Linked DNA regions of Mus musculus: regions 2, 3 and 4 are each linked to region 1. A link is a contact called in public Hi-C and HiChIP or PLAC-seq data. All regions are on one chromosome and are shown on one strand. Each heading gives the region's core, a stretch centred on a gene start, on an enhancer-like site or on the middle of the called end of the contact. The rest is flanking DNA. Distances are from core to core; before and after follow the strand shown. Region 1 holds the start of Racgap1 (Rac GTPase-activating protein 1). Region 2 holds the start of Fam186a (family with sequence similarity 186, member A). Region 3 holds the start of 1700121M21Rik (a long non-coding RNA gene). Region 4 overlaps Fam186b (family with sequence similarity 186, member B).

Region 1 (4,562 bases), core at 1,549-4,048:
GGTTTTTTTTTTTTTTTTTTTTTTTAGCTGCATCGAGTGTTACATTGCATAAGACAAAGCAACGGCAGATTGCTTGATTTTGTTTTCCAGCAAAGTATTTTAATGAAAAACATTATTATACACATTGCTGTTCTGGAGATTCCCAAGACATTAACAGTGTAGGTTTCCCACTGCCACAGACATACTCCTACTAAAGACAAGCTCAGACTAAGTTGCTTTCATTCAAAAGCACTCGAGAACAATTCATCTCCCTAAGTGTCCGGCTTCTGCTCTGTGTCAGAGGCTCCATCCAACTGACAGAAGAAATGCCATCGTGAGACCAATCGTCCCTATGAGCAAATCAATTGCAGAAAGAGTAAACAAAATGTTCCCAGCTCACCATGAGTGAAGACCAGAGGGGGGGAGGGGGGGAGAACTGGGTGTGATGGGTAAGTTCAGCACACTGACTGCTTCCTGTGAGGCCCACCCAGAGTCTGTCTCAGCAATCACTTTTCCTAGTGACTGCAACTCAGACAGACAGATCTCACAATGTGAATATATGCTGGGGGAGGGGAAAAGAATGACCTTTAAAGAGCACAACACAGACCTCATTACCCTCAGCCAGCCCTTTGCCCAGCATATTCCATCAGAGCTCCATAGCAGGGCACACACTGTGTTTGATTGTTAGCATCTTGTCTCCACTGAGCAAGCACTGAAGAGTTGGGCTACCACTGATCTAGTCATTCTCTTTGGACTCCGGTTTCCGGTTACTCTCTGCTGCCATCTCTAGCATGGACAGTCCCCCCATCTCATCCAGTCCCCATCCACCCCACCCCTGGGAGTTTACTTCTCAGTGAAGTCTCTTCCAGCCACACTATTTTCCATAACTCCTGGTTGCTTCTGCTCCAGAGCACTTGTCTCCACCTGATATGTTCACTTAGTTTACTGTCTGGAAAGCAAGGACTTTGCAGAGCCACTGGTATCTAGAACAGTGCCCAAGGCTTGGTGCAACAGGTTTTTTATTAATGTAGCATGGTATAAAAACCTTATATGGGGGGAAACCCAGGGGTAAAAGTCAATGTTATAATTCTATAAAGCTATCTCAAAAAACAAAAACCAAACAGAACCAAAAAAGTATAAGGCTAAGATTGGAGGGTCTGTATTTGTGGAGAGTTTGATAGAATGTCTCAGATCTGCAGCCAAATTATCTGAGTGATCTTTAGCTCCACTAACACACCAGACACCTCCTTGTGACTATCAGATGAAATTTTGGCCTGAATTACCTTTCACCCGGAGAATGGCAGCACACACCTTGAATCCCAGTGCTTAGGAGACATAGAGGTAGGCAGATCTCTGTGAGTTCCAGGCCAGCCTGGTCTACAGAGTTCCAGGACATACAGAGCTGTTACACACAGCAAAACCCTGTCTCAGAATAGAAATAAAAACAGAAACAAACACACACCTACCTTTCATCAACCCAAAAGCCAAGTTGACCAGCAGACAGCACTGAAGTCTAACACAGCATAAGAGTCCCTATCTTTACTGCACCCTGGCAGCCTGACATGCAGCCTCATCAGTCCACAGAGGTTTTAAAGGTTAGTAGAAGACAGTCTTACGTGAAATTACATGTACAATTGTGCTGGCCTGTAGCTCAGCTGATACCATGTCTCTCTAGCATGACAAGCCCCTGGTTTCTGTCCTCAACACAGCAAATACTGAGAATGGCAGATCACACATGTAATCTCCAAGTTATCCTGTAATGCCTGTAATCCCAGCACTCCAAGGACAGGAGGCTCAGAAGTCCAAGGTTATCCTTGGCTACAAGAGGCCAGCCTGGGCTACATAAGACACTACCACACATACACGGAGTCCAGTTTATTTAGGAGTGATAGAACTTTAAAAGGTAAACAGTAAATCCAATAACCTTCCGATACACTATTGGGAGTACTGCAGTCAGTCTCTCCCCCTCTTCCTCTCTTTCTTCCTCTCTTTCTGAGGCACAAAAACAAAGCTCTCATTCCAAGGGAAATGAGTGAGCCAAATATAAGTGACCCTGGCTAGTGAACATGAATCCAGAATACCAAAATACTACGTTGTGATATAACCATTCTCACTACGTTTTATAGTTAAGAACAAGTCTTAGCTTTTCTGTTGGTGGAAGCTGTTCATATAAATTAATACACCCCAAAGGGTTTCACATGCAAATCACAGAACAGTAGGTAGGTCAGTGACAGAGGTGGGCAATAAATTATTAAAAGGGGGGGGGGCCTGGAAAAAAAAAATCACCCGAGATAGGCTCCGAATTTGCAACATTCCAACTCTCCACAACTAGGGATGTTCTAATGAGCCTTGTGGGAGACAGCCTAGAAGGTAGAGGCTCTCCACGTCAGGCCGCCGGGTTCCCCAAACACCTGATTTCTCCCTCAAAAGAGACTGTTCCTCGGAAAAGGGTATGAGGGGGCTCTCCCCGCCATTCCCACGCCCGGCACTGGGGCTCGCCAAGACCACCTTGAGGGAACCACACCCGCACCCGGCCGGCCACGCCTCAAAAGGACGCCCCGACTTTGCAAGGAGCGCCACGCCGAGAGCAGCCGGGTCCCGCCGCCCCCTCCCCTCGCCCGCCTCCCCGCCGCCCGCTCGCTCGCTCGCTCGCGACCTCGACCGGCTTACCGAGGCTCCCGGCCCCGCGCACACGCAACCCCGTCCGGCCCGCGGCGCTCACTCTCCGGCCGCCGCGCCCCAGGAGGGCTGCTGTCTACCAGCGACGCGCCTCACTAACGGCAGTGTAAAACCGCGCCGCCAGATCCGGTTCAAAATCACGCACCAGCCAATCACAGAGGAGCTCATAATCACGAAGACGCAAGTGTCAGGGCCAGGGGGCGGGCGCAAAACGGAATGGGCATGCGCATTACATTAGCGAGACGCCCGAAAGGCGGCCATTTTGACTAAGGGCACACACACAATTTTGCGGGAGTAGTGGGTGTTTCGTGGCCCGTGTAGGACTCACATTCCAGGCTCCAGCTTCCTTTCTTGCAATTATCCTAATGACCTGTTGACTAATTGCATATTATTTCTTGCCTCCTGTTTCCCCACGCAGTCAAATAGGACCCTTGGAAACTAATAACTGAATAGTTTTCGGGTCTCACTGTAGAATAGGAAGAATTCCAGAAGGAGACAGAGCAGCAATCATTTTAACCATATTTACTGAGCTATAATTATCCCTCCATTCATTCACGCATTCATTCAGACTTCTATTTGATGCACAGTAAGTATGCCAACTTCATAGCAAGCACTCTGCTAGGAATCAGAAAAAAATACCGATCATGTGGTCTCTGCTTTCCAGTAGCTATGAATGGGGGAAGACAGCTCAAGAAAACAAATAGAAATGCAAAATGAAGTGTTATAATTCCATTTAATAAGTGGCACTTAAAATTTGGCGTCGTATTGGTACAGAGGCTTTGAAACTTTGAAAGATCTGGACCCAACATCAGAAATGCCTTTTACGTACACCAGCAAACTATTCATCTTAATCTATTAGTGTGTTCCCAATGTTTCTGTTCCTTTTTTTGTTATGTCTCTGTGTTGGTGTCCCTTCCTTCCTGAATTTACTAATTACTGGTAGGTGTGGCTACTAGCAACTTGACAAAATACTGGCTAGCTAGAGTTTACTAGAAACAGTGATCCAGGTACACCCCTTTAACCCCAGCACAGCAGAAGCAGATTTCTGTAAGTTCAAGGCCAGCCTGGCCTGCCTCAGAAGTCTAACCACCAAGGGAACTGAGCCCTTCCTCGAACTCTTTACAACCGTGGTATTTTCAAAGGCAGTTCTGGGTGGGTGTGGTGGCACACACCCGAAACCCCAGCACTTAGGGCGTGGAGGCTGAGGGATTAAGACCAGCCTCTGCTACTTAGTTTCACACCAGCCTAAAACAAACAAAAAATCAGATCCAACCATGGCTCTTCCTTGCTGAAAACCATTAACCGTTTCACTTCTCCTCCTTAAAAAAAGATCAGGGTCTTTAACAGGGCTCCCCTAACCTGGGCTTCCGGGCTCTCCAGCTGCCCCTCCTGACTCCCTCCTGTCTACAGGTCCTGAAGTGCACCAAGCTACTCTTAGCATCCAGCGCTTGCAGAACTCTTGCTGTTCCGTCTGCCCCAAACATCCTTCCTGCCCATTCCCCCAACTTCATTTGACTAAGTCCTATCTGTCCTTTGGGCAACTTGAATTATTATTATTATTATTTTAATGCTTTCTTCAAAGGAGTCTATGCTGCCTGCCTCTGTGTGCTTTTGCTATAATTTCTAGCTCCCTTCCTCCTCTGTGTGAGTTACCTCATCGTTTTCTGATTCTTCTAGTTACTTTTGTAGGGCCTTCCACGTGCTGTGCTTTGGCTCAGGCATCTATAAGTGGAAACAATGTCTGACTCTCGGGGCCTTTCAGACATCCTTGTAAAATGAAGCACATGTCCCAGTACCAAGTATCTGCTCAGTAAATACCCCCTTGCTTTGCTGGCCAGTCCATCGGCTTCCAGAGAACCGCAGTAGGACTCCTTTGATTTACTGCTGCATTTAGCATGGTAGGC
Region 2 (4,524 bases), core at 944-3,443, 280 kb after region 1:
ATGAGAAACTGTATTTTTTTTAAAGATTTATTTATTTTATGTGAGTACACTGTAGCTGTACAGATGGTTGTGGGCCTTCGTGTGGTTGTTGGGAATTGAATTTTTTTTTAAAGATTTATTTATTTATTTTATGTAAGTACACTGTAGCTGTCTTCAGATGCACCAGAAGAGGGCGTCAGATCTCATTACAGATGGTTGTGAGCCACCATGTGGTTGCTGGGATTTGAACTCAGGAACTTCGGAAGAGTGCTAACTGCTCTTAACCGCTGAGCCATCTCGCCAGCCCCCTGAAATACTTTTAATTAAAACAATAAGGTATTAGGTAGCACTTACAAACTGAAAGTTTAACGTCATTCTGTACATACCCGAGTGTTTTGAAGAGGTCAGATCTTTTGCTGTCATCAATTAATAACTCCAAGACCGGCCGCTGAAGTTTGGTAAATCCGGGTATCTTCTTAAAGCTGGGGATCGAAGGCATGGGCTGGCTAAGACTGAGTTTATATCCCCTTTCAAGCTAAAAAAACAAAACCAGCAACAACAAAAACAAGATTAGAGGCACAGGGTGTGTGGGGAAGTTATTGGGAGGCGGGGGGGGGGGGGGGGGGAGAGGCACTGTGTCACTCCTCAGTCTGAAGTGTGAAAGGGAGAAGTGGGAAGAGAAAAGCCAGAGATTTTTAGAAAGTTCTACTTTGGACCCAGACAATAGCAGAGCCATGCACCCCCACCCCCTTATTCCTTCTGGAGGTTGGGGGACCTGAGGCAGGACAGCCTGAAGCTGGCTGGGAATACAGCTCAGCCTGACCTTGAACTTGCTGTCTATCTGCTTCCCCACATGAACGGAGCCTTCTCCCTTTCCTGTCCCTTCTTGATGGCTTGATACTTCACCACCTCCATTCCACCTTCCTGACGCCGCACCCCTTTAATACAGTTCCTCGTGTTGTGCTGACCCCCAATCATAAAACATGTCTGTCGCTACTTCAGAACCGTAACCTTGTCACTCTATGACACTCTGTGTGTAAGTATCTGTTTCCCAGTGGTCTTAGGCGACGCCTGTGAAAAGGTCACTGGACCCCAGAAAAGGATCTCAACCCACAGGCTGAGAATCACTGCTTCAGAGCCTGAGTTGCCTCTGAAATGTCTGGGACACTGCTCTTCATGTTAGATAGATAGCTTGGTACATGTCTTCCTGTTTGATGGCTTGTATTCCTGATACCCCATCTTGCTTACTTCATCTATAAAGACTACATTTATTAAATCAAAAATTGGAGGGTTTTATTTGTTTTATAAAGAGCTATGATACTTAAAATACAATTGTCATGGAGAATTCTAAATATTTTACTTTAATCTGGTAATAATCTGAAGTCTTTTCTATTCAAATAAAGGAGAAAGTCTTAGAAATTAATCTCTCTCTTTTTTTTTTTTTGAGACAGATCTTATGAATCCTTGGTCAACCTGGAACCCATTATGTAGCACAGGTTTGCTTATATTAATTAATGTTAATTAGCTGGGCAGTGGTGGTGCACATCTTTGATCCCAGTACTTGGAAGGCAGTGGCAGGCGGATCTCTGTAAATTTGAGGCCAGCCTTGTCAATATACAGTGAGTTCTAGGACAGTCAAGACCACACAGAGAAACACTGTCTCGAAAGAAAGAAAGAAAGAGAGAGAGAAAGAAAGAAAGAAAGAGAAAGTTAATTAAAGAAAAAAAGGATATATAGATAATAGAATGTTTCTAGAACTCCAGCTTGTAGTTAATATTAGAACTGGACCGGTATAGTGATGAATGCCTTTAAATCCAGCCCTTGGGAGGCAGGAGTTGGAGGACAGCCTAGTCTGCATAGCAAGCTCCAGGGTAGCCAGTCTTAAAAAAAAAAAAAAAGTATTTGTAAGGAACATATCTTAAAAACTATTTTGTGAGTTGTAAATAATGTGACTCCTGATGCCTCAGAGGCAGGATCCATCCCACCCCCACCCCCATCGCAGAGAGGAGCCGAGCTCTTGGACAGCGTTGCCAAGCTAGTGAACTCACCCCAAGGCAAGCTGTTGCGCTAGTGTGTCAGCTCCAAGCTCTGAGTCCTGAGAGCGCAAATCTACCGCCCAATGAAATGATACAAGAGCTGGAACTTTGGGAACCGACTCCAAGATCTCACTGCAGTGCTCCCTAGTCAGAGCCCTGTTGGTACCTATGAGTAAGAGACTTGAGACTGTGCGTGGCCTCAGTGACCGTTGGAACTTACGGCGCCATCGCTGGGCGCACACAAACTCGCCTGGCAATGCCTGCTATGCTCCCAAAGACCTCTCAGACCTCCATCAGTGCCAACTTCCCAGCCTGCCTCAGCGGAAGGACTTCCGGGAGGACACGGTGGACATCCTCACGGGAAAAGATTCCCCAGTGGAACCCTGCAGCAGCATTTCTGCCCAAACAACTGACTCCCGCTTGGTGAGATGACTGCTTAACTTCTATATTAGCATGATATTATAGGGACGGTTTGTGTGGATAAATCGGCCATATTCGAAGACAGATCTTGTGTGGCATCCTAATTGCTGAAGCTGCTCCTATAGGCCTTACTCTTCGGTGTTATCACGACCATAGACTTTAGGGCTGGAGAGGCAGCGCTTTGCCTAGAATCAAGCACCGTTGTTGCCAAGGGCCAGGGCTCACAACTGTCTGTAATGTCTCCAGGTGCCCTGATGCCGCCTTCTTACCTCTGTAGGCACCCAATGCTCACAAACTTGGAAACCAAAATCCTGTAGCTTGTGCTCACAATTTCAGGGTGAAGTACTCTACTCCAGCTCTGAAACTTTTTAAAAGGCCATTGTACTGACACTTCCTCAAAAGGGACTCCAGAGGTTGGTGCCAGAATTTACTGGGATCTCTGTGCAGGGTGTGGTATAAGCAATTTAAATAAATTCTAAGCTCCTTGTAAACTCATGGTTTAAAACTGGCCTCTTAATGTTCTGAGGAAAAGAGTAACAAGCCATAATCAGTCAGGAGCCATACTTTCTGTGTGGCTCATACTCAGAATCCCAGCATTTGGGAAGCTGAGGCAGAAATACTGGCTGGAGTTCAAGGTCTCAAAACACAGCAGCAGAACAGAGAGCCAAAGAGCAGTGACTGGAGGGGCTGCCAGCTGACTAGGAAGGAAACAGTTAATCTCGTCTGAAGCCTCTCTTGTGGGAGCATTGTCATCAAGCAAATGTCTTGATGAGGTAGATCCAACAGCGCCCACTGAAGACAGGTCCACCAGATTTTGTGATGTCACCTTATTTGGGGACTGTAATTAAGCTTCTTAAACTGAGAGCATCCTGGACTACTTAGGTGTGTAATGAATTCACTGCCGTTTCTCCTCAGAGTCAGAAGAGGAGACAGAAGACACATTGGCCATCTGAAGGCAGAGACTGAAGTTACAAGTCTACAGGCTAAAGAATGGCAGTCGAGGAACAAATCTCTCCCGGGGCCTCCAGAGACAGTGAACCCTGAGATGCTTTGACTTCATAAACTTCTTGCCTCTAGAAGATGGGAAGGTATTTTCTTCTTGTTGGCAGTGGTAGAGGATTCTTTTAATGGTTGTCAGTACTTGAGTGGGCAGATATTCAAGATGGGGAATTTCCCCTATAGCCAAGGATGCCCTGGAATTACCCATGTAGCCCAGGTTTGCCTCAAACAATAATCCTTTTGCCTTAGCCTCTAGAGCGCTAGCTAGGATTACAGGTGTGAACCCCCACACCCAGCTATTTCTATTGTAGATTGCTGGTACCCTGTTACAACAGCCTCAGGAAACAAATATGTACGAATAAGTATGGTCTAGTCAGGCAAATGTTATTGTCAAAAAATAATTTTTTGAACTATGCATGATGGAGTACTCCTTTAATCCCAGCACTTGGGAGGAGGCAGAGACAGGTAATTCTGTGAGTTCGAGGTCAGCCTGGTCTGTAATAGTAGGTTCCAGGACAGTCAGGGCTACATAGAGAGAGATTATGTCTCCAGTAAAATAAAACTCAAAGAACCTTCTTTGTTTTGCAGGCCCCTGGGAAGGAGGCATGGGAAACAGGTACCTGGCTGAAGAACTGCGTCATAGACCGTAGGCACTGCTTTCGTCTCTGTTCCAGCTGCTTCTGCTTGTCCGTCCAGCTGTGCATCACCTTCTTCTGGTACTGGTCAATCCTATCAAGCATCGTGTACAAGCTCTGAACCTCGTACCCTTTCCCAGTGTTTTGGATGGTTTTCACTCGTTTGGTTAGGTGGTTTCTTGGGGAAAAAAAAAAAGAAAGAAAGAAAGAAAAAGAAAAAAGAAATCAAGAATCAAGAATTAGATCAAGAGATAGTTCTCAAAGCCGATGTATCACACCTGACTCCGTTTCTTAGCATTCCTATATCATTCTGAGTTAGCAGGAAGTAGGACAGGGCACGGGAGACTTGTTTAGTTAGGCCTTTGTCTAATTCCCTGTAAGTATACATTTCTATGCCCAGTGGTAGTGTGGCTTTAATCCCAGCACTCAGAGACAGGGGCAGGCAGATAGATCTC
Region 3 (4,268 bases), core at 822-3,321, 260 kb after region 1:
ATTTTATGCATATGAATGTTTGCCTGCATATAGGTAGGTAGGTAGGTAGGTAGGTAAGTAGGTAGGTAGGTAGATAGATAGATAGATAGATAGATAGATAGATAGATAGATAGAACAGCAAGTGCTCTTAACCCCTGAGCCAACTTTTCCAGGCCAAGATTGATCACCTGATTCCTTAAAGCTGGAGGGCAATTTTATTAGTATTTAAAAGCAGAACCCAAATCTTGGGAAGAAGATGGAGAAGAGGAAGGGAGAAAGCCATGTGATTTGTAAGCAGCCCCTCTGAGGAGGGGGCAGACACAGCGAGAGGAAGCCCAGAGTCTCCTGCAAAGCAGGTCCAGGCTTTGGCGAGATCCAAAAGAAATCTAAAACTCTCCCTTTTCTAAATTAAGGACTTAATGAAGAAGCCACATGGCTACTCCCCATAAGCAACTGACTCCCAAGAGTGTGTGTGTGTGTGTGTGTGACTGCAAAGGCCAGATGAGAGTGTCAGGTGAATGTCAGCATGGTGGTCTATGCCTATGATCCCAGCACTTAGGAGGTAGAACAGTCAAATCAGGAGTTAAAGGCCAACCTAAGCTACACGGAAAGCTTGAGGCCAGCCTGGACTACATGAGCCTGGATCTTTAAATCAATAAGGTTGTGTGGGAGCTGGAGAGATGGTCCAGCAGTTAAGAACATTTGCTGCTCTCCAGAGGACCTGCGTTCAGTTCCCAGCACCCACATCTGGTGGCTCACAAACACCTCTAACTCCAGGCCCAAAAGGATCCAAAGCTTGGCTCCCTCCAATACCTCAGTCACATGACATACCTGCGTGCAGACAGAAATGCCTGCACATATTCAAATCTTTAAATAAATTAGTGGTCTGGGGAGTTGGCTTTGTAGGGAAAGTTCTTACCATGGAAGAACCTCATTCATCTCCCCGGGACCCATGTGAAAGCTGGGTGTGCCACACCAGTCTGGAATCACAGCACCTGGGAGGCAGACACACAAGATTCCCTGGAGCTCACTGGTCAACCAGTCTCACTGGATCAGTGGTCTCCAGCTTTAGTGAGAGAGCCTGTCTCAAAAAGTAACATGGAGCGGGACTAAGGAAAACACCCCTGTCTTAGGGTTTCTGTTCCTGCACAGACATCATGACCAAGAAACAAGTTATGGAGGAAAGGGTTTATTCGGCTTACATTTCCACATTGCTGTTCATCACTGAAGAAGTCAGGACTGGAACTCAAGCAGGTCAGGGTGCAGGAACTGATGTAGAGGCCATGGAGGGATGTTCTTTACTGGCTTGCTCAGCCTGCTCTCTTATAGAACCCAAGACTGCCAGCCCAGAGATGGTCCCACCACAAGGGGCCTTTCCCCCTTGATCACTAATTGAGAAAATGCCTTACAGTTGGATCTCATGGAGGCATTTCCTCAACTGAAGCTCCTTTCTCTGTGATAACTCCAGCTGTGTCAAGTTGACACAAAACTAGCCAGTACAACCCCATATCAACCCTGCCCTCTACATACACACACATGAACACACTTGTGCACATAACCACATGAACACCTACATATCACACACACACACACACACACACACATTAAATAAGCAAAAGAAAAGTTTGTCTTTAGTGCAATAAGGAGCCAGTTAATCAGGAGAAGATGGCGACGGTCTTAGAGATGCTGGGGAACAGGTGAGAACATAAAGGTGTTTTGAAAAAAATATAAAATAGTAAAACTTAAAGCCAAAGTGAATGTATGAGAGAAATAAGAGTGTGTCTGCCAGGTAGTTTTCTGGGGCCTCTGGGCATTAGATTATTTAAACTGAGACCAACAGCCAAGTTCCGGTGTTTCCCCGAGGCTGTGCTCAGCTCTCAGGGTGCAGGCCTGGAGGGGGTCAGAGTGTTCAACTCTCAGGCCTGGAGGGGGACAGAGAAGACTGTACTTAAGCTGGGCTGTGGTCCAAAGTAGACCTGGAGAAGTGCAGGAGCTGAGAGTGCAAGGAAGGGAGGGGTTATAATTACCGACCTTGCAACTCAAAGGAAGAATAAAAAACATTTGAAACATTGTGGAAAGGTTATTTTGTTTGTGCAGGGTAGGAGCCTGGAGAGAACTTCGAGCAAGGAAACCGCCCCAGCTGTGCACGGGCTCGGGGCAGCTGTGCGGTGAGTCAGTGGGTCAGTGTGTCTCTTCTAGAGCACCCCGGCAGCTCACATCCTCCTGTACCTCCAGCTTCTGGGGATCCAGCTCCTCCCGCCTCTGTGGGCACCTGCTCCCACCTGCACACACCTCATGCAGACACAGGCAAAGCGTTTTATAATGTGTGTTGTTGTATACAAGACACTTTGTTTTATAATGCGTACTGTAAGTATCAATATGTTTTTGATCTACCACCTCTCTTTCACCACCCAACAACTTTGGCCTCAAAGTCAGTTCTGATTTGACCTTTGTCTCCATTTTGGTTTGCATTTTACTTCCTCCCTTCGGGTTCGTTCCCCCACCCCCACCCCCACCAGGTTTATTCGATACAACACAATCTCTAACTTCAGTGAGGTGACTGGCCATGTTCACCACCAAAGCAGCCTCTAAACTGGAACTCAGTTGCTGAGCCAGCCCCAGCCTCAGCTTTCTTGTCGGCTACAGGAGCACAGCACTCCTTCTGCAGATATCTCTGTCTGCCTCCCCTCTTGGGAATCTTGCAGGTCACTCACCCTGTGGACCCTTGGGCTGAGGCCTGCCAGTCTCAGGATGGGATGGCAGGCATGATTTCCAGACGTAGGTGTAGGTAATCTCAGAGGTACTAGATGCTCTCATTCGTAAGGTCCCAGAAGAAGTGTCTCCAGGCAAACTGCTCCTTCATGTAACCTCGAGACTTGAGACTGCATGGCTTTCATTATATGAAGGTTATGCATGTTCTTGTCTGCCAGCTCAGGGTGTTTGGGCACGTGGACATCTTTCTCGGCAACCATCACGCCTTCCTTAAGGAGTTCATAGATGGCAATCCTGTTCTTCTCAGGCATCAACATCACGGCTGTAAGGTCTGAGGCAGAGGCTGGAAAAGAAGCCCTCTATTCATTTTAACTTGATCTATTCTTTTGTTTTGTTTTTTTCAAGATAGGGTTTCTCTGTGTAGCCCTGGCTGTCCTGGAACTCACTCTGTAGACCAGGCTGGCCTTGAACTCAGAAATCTGCCTGCCTCTGCCTCCCAAGTGCTGGGATTAAAGGTGTGCACCACCTTGGTCTATTCTTTTAAACATATCATATAGGTAATATGTTGTTTTCTTGTGTGCAGTGTTATGCTAAACAAACGTCCTTCCGCTGAGTTGTAACTCCAGCCCTTCTTACAGATTTTTGTTTTCTTCAGGTGTTGTTTATTCTCTTTTGTTGTTTTGAGACCAGGAGCTTTCTGAAGAGGCCTGCCTTGAGCTCCGGACCCTCCTGCTTCTATCTCCCAAGGCAGGGATTATGGGATGCACCACCACCCTCTCTCCCAAGGCAGGGATTATGGGATGCATCACCACCCACTCTCCCTTGGTTTTTCCTTCAGATTCATTTCCATTATCTCCCTTTATTTCCTTGGGATGTTTATATAGTTGTGTTTTATCTTATTGACATTTGGTTGACTTTTGTTGTTGTTGTTGTTAGTTAACCTGTGATCATTTTCTCTCGTGGATCGGCTCTCTTGATGGGAAACAGATGGCACAGAAGCCCGGATCTCACTCCTGATGAGCTAGAGGTCAGCTTTGAAGAACCTCATTGCCTTTCAGTGAGAGACTTACCCTTGACTCCGTTCCTAACCATGTATTTGTTTTGCAAATGTAGTAAATAGAAAGGGGTTCAGCTCAGAATTCTCCTCAGATGTAGTCCCATGTATGAAGCCTGGCTTTACTCTTTGCCACCTTGGTTCTGCTGAACCGTCTGTGTGTGTGTGTGTGTGTGTGGGGGGGGGGTGAGTGTGTTATAGAGACACACCTGTGTGCTCCTATGTGAAGACCAGAGAGAGGTCACTCTTTATCTTATTTTTGAGTCAACGTCTCTCAGTGATCTTGAAACTCACTGGCTGGGCAGTGAGTTCCTGTGACCCCTCTCCTTCCTCCATCCCACTCCCCAGTTCTGGGGTTATAGTCATTCACAGCCGTGCCTGCCATTCGTGAGCGTGCTGGGGATTTGAACTCAGTTCCTCTTGCTTTCACAGCAAACACTCTTATCCATTGAACCACCTCCCCAGCCCTTACATGCTGATCAGACATGGATCTGGGGAGTACTGACTCTTCCCTTCATGTCAG
Region 4 (4,768 bases), core at 1,811-4,310, 380 kb before region 1:
CGAGAGCTAGGCCTGTGTCCCAATGCCTTCTCCTCATCTGCTTTTCCTAGTGACAGTTCTTGAAGACAGTCAGGAAACAAGAACCCCAAGACAGGCCCAGGCACAAGTCTTGGGTCTGTTACCCAGTTCCTGGTTTCCCCCAGTTTCATTCTCCTCTGATCCATTTCTTTGGAACAACCCTATACTAAGGACAAGCTGGGGCACCTGAGAAAGTCGTGTGAAACCCAGGAACCCCATACAGCACTAAGTACTGTGGGAAGTCCTGTGAGAGCCTGAAGCAGTCTTGGTCTCAGGACCCAAGCTGGTGGCCTGTGAGGCAAGTAGGATTTTGTTTCTGGGGTAGCGCAATAACCAAGTCCAGGACTGGTGTCTGAGAGGGTGCCTGGGCTGCCGGGTAGAACCTGGGCAGCCTTGATGGACAGGTCTCCCCAAATCCAGGCTAAGCACCCACCCTTGCTCCTTACCGAGCCTTGAAGGACACCGAGCTTCTGGGGCAGGAGGGATGCTCGTCCACCACCAGTAACCTGGGGATGTCTGGGTAGCCCCCTAGTTGTTCCCAGCACATGTTTGTAGGGGTCTTCTTTTCTATGGGGTGACTCGAAGAGGCCACATCAGCCTTCCATATGGCTTCCATCTGGCTCCCTTGTTGGCTAGGAGTGGGAGAGTGGAGAATGTCAAGAGAGACAAAGAAACACAGAAGTAGGCTGAGGAGCCACAAGTTGTTCAGGGCCCTAAGGTCCGAGACGCTGGGCCTTGTTTTCTTCCCTTGTTAAGGAGTTTGTCGCAGAGGCTCTGTGTCCTAGTTCCACTTCTAGGCTCATGTGCTGAGGCTGGAGCTCGGATCAGGTCTCACTGGGGTAGGTGTTTCCGTGACTCACCCTGACTGCCAGGGGGCTCACCATGTCCGAGCCCGAAGCCCGCATGGTGGGAAGGGTTGGGCTGGTTTACATGGACAGACCGACGTCTGATGCTGGCTCAATGGGCTCAGGGTAGAAATGGAGGTTGTCCCCTGTACTTTCTCAGAGTCAGCCAGGCTGCTCCCCCAAGCCATACACATTGCCACACGCAGAATGCCATGCACGAATTCTGGTCCTGGATCTGAGCGCCAGAGCCAGTCAGAGTAGCTGAGTGGCGGCGGGCCTTGAAGCCAGGAAGGTGACCTTTGCCTGTGTCCTCACTTGCCACTGCTTCCCTAGCCTAGCTGCCCCCCTGCCCCCTGCCTCCCCTCTAATCCTACTGCCTGTCCCTACCGGCCAGTACCTACCCAGTTATCGGCAGGGGCACAGACTCCCGGGGCTTAGGTGGAGGACGGTGCTTGGTGGTGGAGTGGCTGGAGCGGACTCTCTGAAGCAAGACTGAAGATGACTTGCTCTTCACTGGCTTCACATGGGTGAGCACGGGGACGCTCAGGTGGACGTTCCACTCTTGCTGGAGCTAGAGGGACCAGCAGGGGGCATCAGGAAGATTTACTGACTACCTAAGATGGGTGGAGGTCTTCTCTGATTGTCACTGACCCTGCTGGGCAGAGGAAAGGCTCTTTGACTGCAAACCCCAGGTCCCCGGCATATGACACATTCCTTGAAAGCCCTTTGGGGCTGGAGAGATGGCTCAGAGTGCAAGAGCACTGACTGCTCTTCTGAAGGTCCTTAGTTCAAATCCCAGCAACCACATGGTGGCTCACAACTACCCATAATGAGATCTGATGCCCTCTTTTGGTGTGTCTGAAGACAGCTACAGTGTACTTATTTATAATAACGAATAAATCTTTAGGCCGGAGCGATCAGGGCTGACCTGAGCGATGGCTCACAACCATCAGTATAACTACAGTGTACTCATATACATTAAATAAATAAATAAATAAATAAATAAATCTTTTAAAAAGTCCTTATTTTCTGGGGTAGTTTCTACTTTTTCCCTTGTTGTAAAGAGTCTGGACCACGGACAAAACAGAGGAAAGAAAGCGGAGGGAAGCCGGGCCGCCGTACAGCACAGACAGCCCTTGAGGGCAGGGCCTGAGGTGCAGAGTAACCAGCCATGAAGCAGGGCAAGGCTCTGGAAAGCCCACATGCCGTTATTTACACACACACCTGCCTTCTTTAAAAGGCTTCGTGATATTTCAGTGTTCTTCTAAACCTTCCTTACTACTGATGCACGTACACACCGGAGCCATGTGGTGCATGCGGCCGTCGGAAGACTGCTTCATGGAGTCGGTTCTCTTTTCTGCCTTTCCGTGCGTCCCAGGGGTGGAACTGAGGCTGTCAAACTTGTGTGGGAAGTGCCCTTAACCTCTGAGCCATCTCAAGCCTCACTCTGAGGTGGCAGAGCAAGGCGTTCTCACGCCTCACCCATTATAAAGAATGCGGTGGTAGTTTCGCTTCCCCTGTGCACATACTGTGTAGTTTAGCCCCCTGCTCCAGAGAGATTTCAGCCCACCACCACCATCCCACACTGAGCAGAGGCAGGAGGCAGAGAGCTACACCAGAGCCGGCATTGAGGACAGCCTCCGGGGTCCGACTCTCCTCCAGCCAGACCCCGGTCCTGAAGGCCGCAGGCCTTCAAAGTAGTGCCACAGACTGGACGCTGAACACTCCAGACCTGAGCCTGTGGGGAGATTTTAAATTCAACCATGACAACCCAGGAGAGACATGGCTGGGTCCTCTGGGGATTCCATTGTCAGTTTCTTTAGAAATTTCCATGTCATAATGGCTGCAATCAAATCTCTGTCTCCACCAGCGGTATCCAAAGGCTCTCTTTCATCCACGCCACTGATCCATCTCTTACCTTTCCCCTCTGATGAACCCCGTTTCTTCTCTGGTGTACCCCAGCCCCTGCTAAGGGGTACTCCTGTGATTTGCTACCACATGCATGCTACGTTGAAATAACCCAGACGCAGAGAGAAGATACTGCATAGCCTCACATGTATATGTGGAATCTAAAAGGAAAGATGTCAGATATATAGAGGTAAAAGATAAAACAGTAGTTACCAAAGTTGGGGTGTGGGCCAGGAAGTGGGGAGGTGCAGACCCAAGAACAGAGCAGAAGGCGTGGGTGATAGCTCCAGTTGTGACCGTGCTTGTAGGGACTGAGGTGTTCTAAAGGGAGACACTTGTGCCCCACCTTTGATCAGATACTTGAAAAGTGGTCCCCAAGGGACTGGAACTCCCCAGAGACCTCATGCAAGGGGAAAGCTAGAGCTCTGGTGCCGGAGGAGGAGGAGCCCGCCTCCCAGGAAGAAGTTTCACACGGTACTGACAACCTGCGAGATTCAGGCTAGAGCAGAGCACCCATGGGTCTGTGATGTGATGGGGGCATGTCGTGATTAGAACTATGAAGTCCTATAGGCCTCGCACCCTCTGTGTGGACCTGCACCTCGTGACAGCACTCCAGGTAACCACTGATCACTAGGCCCTCTCGTTTGATCCTTCACCAAGTGTGACCGCAGTGACCTGTCTCTGCTTTTCACTCTGACTTTCTCTTTAAGGGGCATCTCATAGATGAGCAGTTGGGGCCGGCTTTCCAGGGCCGCCAGAGACCAGGCTCGCACCCTGAAGACTCCTGTAACAGACAGGCAAGTCTAGTATGCATAAGTACAGTGTGAGGCTCTAGTTAACCACTGTGGATTGTATTAAGGATTTTGCCACTTGGATAGATCACAGCTGCTTTTGCCACAGAGGGAGAACAGGTCATTACCTGCAATGCAATGTTCCTGCTGAGGGGACAGAAGCGAAGCATCGAGGCTCTGTCTCCCTCAGCAGAGTTACCTTCATTTCTTAGGGACTTTGACTTAGGCCAGAGGTGACTTGGGGGTGGGGGTGGGGAGACACAGACTGTGATGTGATAAGGTGAGCCAGAAGCCATTATGGTGGCACCAGGAGTCTTGGTGAGATTCAGGAAAATTTCAGGTTTACAGCCTGAGGTGGACAAAGGCCTAACCCAAATGTGAATTGCATTGGAATTCTTGAATCTGGGCTTCCGTCAGAGTTCAGAGCTGGGATCTTCTTTTTCCTTCCCACATCCCCGTAACTGTCCCTTACCCTTCTGCCTTGCCACCATGGATACATTAGCCTGTTTTACTGCAGCAACCATTTTACAACAGGTGGGTATCTTACTTCATCCTGTGTTCTACACCTTACAATAAAATTCACCATCTACAAACACAGTAATTTTTAATCTCACAAAGCCCCCTGAAAAGCGTAGACTCAACAGGCACGCTCGGCCTTTTCACACTGCACGGGGAATGATGACGGTCACACTCTAGAGCTGCAGGAAACAAAGAGACCCCCTAATGCCTTAGCATTGTGATTTGCATTGGGCCCTGTTCGTGGTCCTGCTGGGTGCATACAGGCCACAGGTTAACTGTGCCAGGAGTCCCAGGGCCAGCAGATCACACCTGAACGACTGTACAATTTAAGAATATATGCCAGAACCAAAGGGCTTACATTTCTAAATAGAAATGGTTGATTAACTGCCCAATAAAGTTAACAAAGATAGACCCGAGCCAGGAGGATAGTCATGAAGTACTGTTGACAGAGAGGGATGGATTGTGTCAGCTGAGAGGAGGGCGGGGAGCCAAGCCCAAAGGCGCAGGCCACTGGATGATTTTAGTCTCTAAACAGCATCAAAACCAAAAACCGAGCAGTGGTTACTACCTGGGAGGGACGGCGGAGCCTACTTCGGTTTCCATGAATAGACAGCCTATCAACTAGAAGTCAGCAGGGTCCCGGGGAAGACATTCTCGGTGCCCGTGGGATGGCTGGGAAGGGGCTTG

Evidence for each region. Hi-C and Micro-C count contacts between places; a contact is called where the count stands out from the background. HiChIP or PLAC-seq counts read pairs in DNA pulled down with a chosen protein or histone mark.
Region 2: an H3K27ac HiChIP or PLAC-seq map of embryonic stem cells shows a contact between it and region 1, with 6 times the contacts expected there. The contact joins the promoter of Fam186a here to the promoter of Racgap1 in region 1. A contact is called at or near these places in 1 of 39 promoter capture datasets (frontonasal cranial neural crest), 4 of 115 datasets of contacts at active chromatin or transcription factors (embryonic limb bud, embryonic stem cells and stem cell-derived neural progenitor cells) and 3 of 9 other capture datasets (adipose tissue, liver and pancreatic islet).
Region 3: a contact with region 1 is called in an H3K27ac HiChIP or PLAC-seq map of embryonic stem cells, with 4 times the contacts expected there. The contact joins the promoter of 1700121M21Rik here to the promoter of Racgap1 in region 1. A contact is called at or near these places in 12 of 39 promoter capture datasets (the 3T3-L1 cell line, 3T3-L1-derived adipocytes, HPC-7-derived erythroid cells and 6 more), 1 of 484 Hi-C or Micro-C datasets (the N1E-115 cell line), 10 of 115 datasets of contacts at active chromatin or transcription factors (astrocytes, embryonic basal ganglia, embryonic limb bud and 6 more) and 2 of 9 other capture datasets (adipose tissue and liver).
Region 4: a contact with region 1 is called in a Hi-C map of CD4 T cells, with 8 times the contacts expected there. The contact joins the enhancer-like site here to the promoter of Racgap1 in region 1. A contact is called at or near these places in 2 of 484 Hi-C or Micro-C datasets (CD4 T cells and large pre-B cells), 1 of 115 datasets of contacts at active chromatin or transcription factors (bone marrow-derived macrophages) and 2 of 9 other capture datasets (liver and pancreatic islet).

The regions. Positions count from the first base shown.
Region 1 is chr15:99,648,858-99,653,419 of GRCm38.p6, forward strand. Racgap1 (Rac GTPase-activating protein 1) reads right to left here and starts at 2,799. Exons shown (of 17, transcript NM_001253808.1): 1 at 2,650-2,799.
Region 2 is chr15:99,929,465-99,933,988 of GRCm38.p6, forward strand. Fam186a (family with sequence similarity 186, member A) reads right to left here and starts at 2,194. Exons shown (of 4, transcript NM_028180.3): 1 at 2,028-2,194; 2 at 366-514. The coding sequence starts at 478. Gm21917 (a long non-coding RNA gene) reads left to right here and starts at 1,916. Exons shown (of 4, transcript XR_003951483.1): 1 at 1,916-2,438; 2 at 3,351-3,523; 3 at 4,023-4,150.
Region 3 is chr15:99,912,893-99,917,160 of GRCm38.p6, forward strand. 1700121M21Rik (a long non-coding RNA gene) reads left to right here and starts at 2,072. Exons shown (of 3, transcript XR_875663.3): 1 at 2,072-2,147; 2 at 3,628-3,718. It also overlaps the pseudogene Gm20564.
Region 4 is chr15:99,273,226-99,277,993 of GRCm38.p6, forward strand. Fam186b (family with sequence similarity 186, member B) reads right to left here. Exons shown (of 8, transcript NM_001081254.1): 6 at 1,265-1,434; 7 at 465-650. Among named protein-coding and RNA genes, the nearest start is that of Fam186b, 12 kb to the right of the region's middle. Within about 2 kb of position 3,061, at least 19 of the 459 cell types and tissues checked have an H3K27ac peak or open chromatin away from gene starts, as enhancers often do.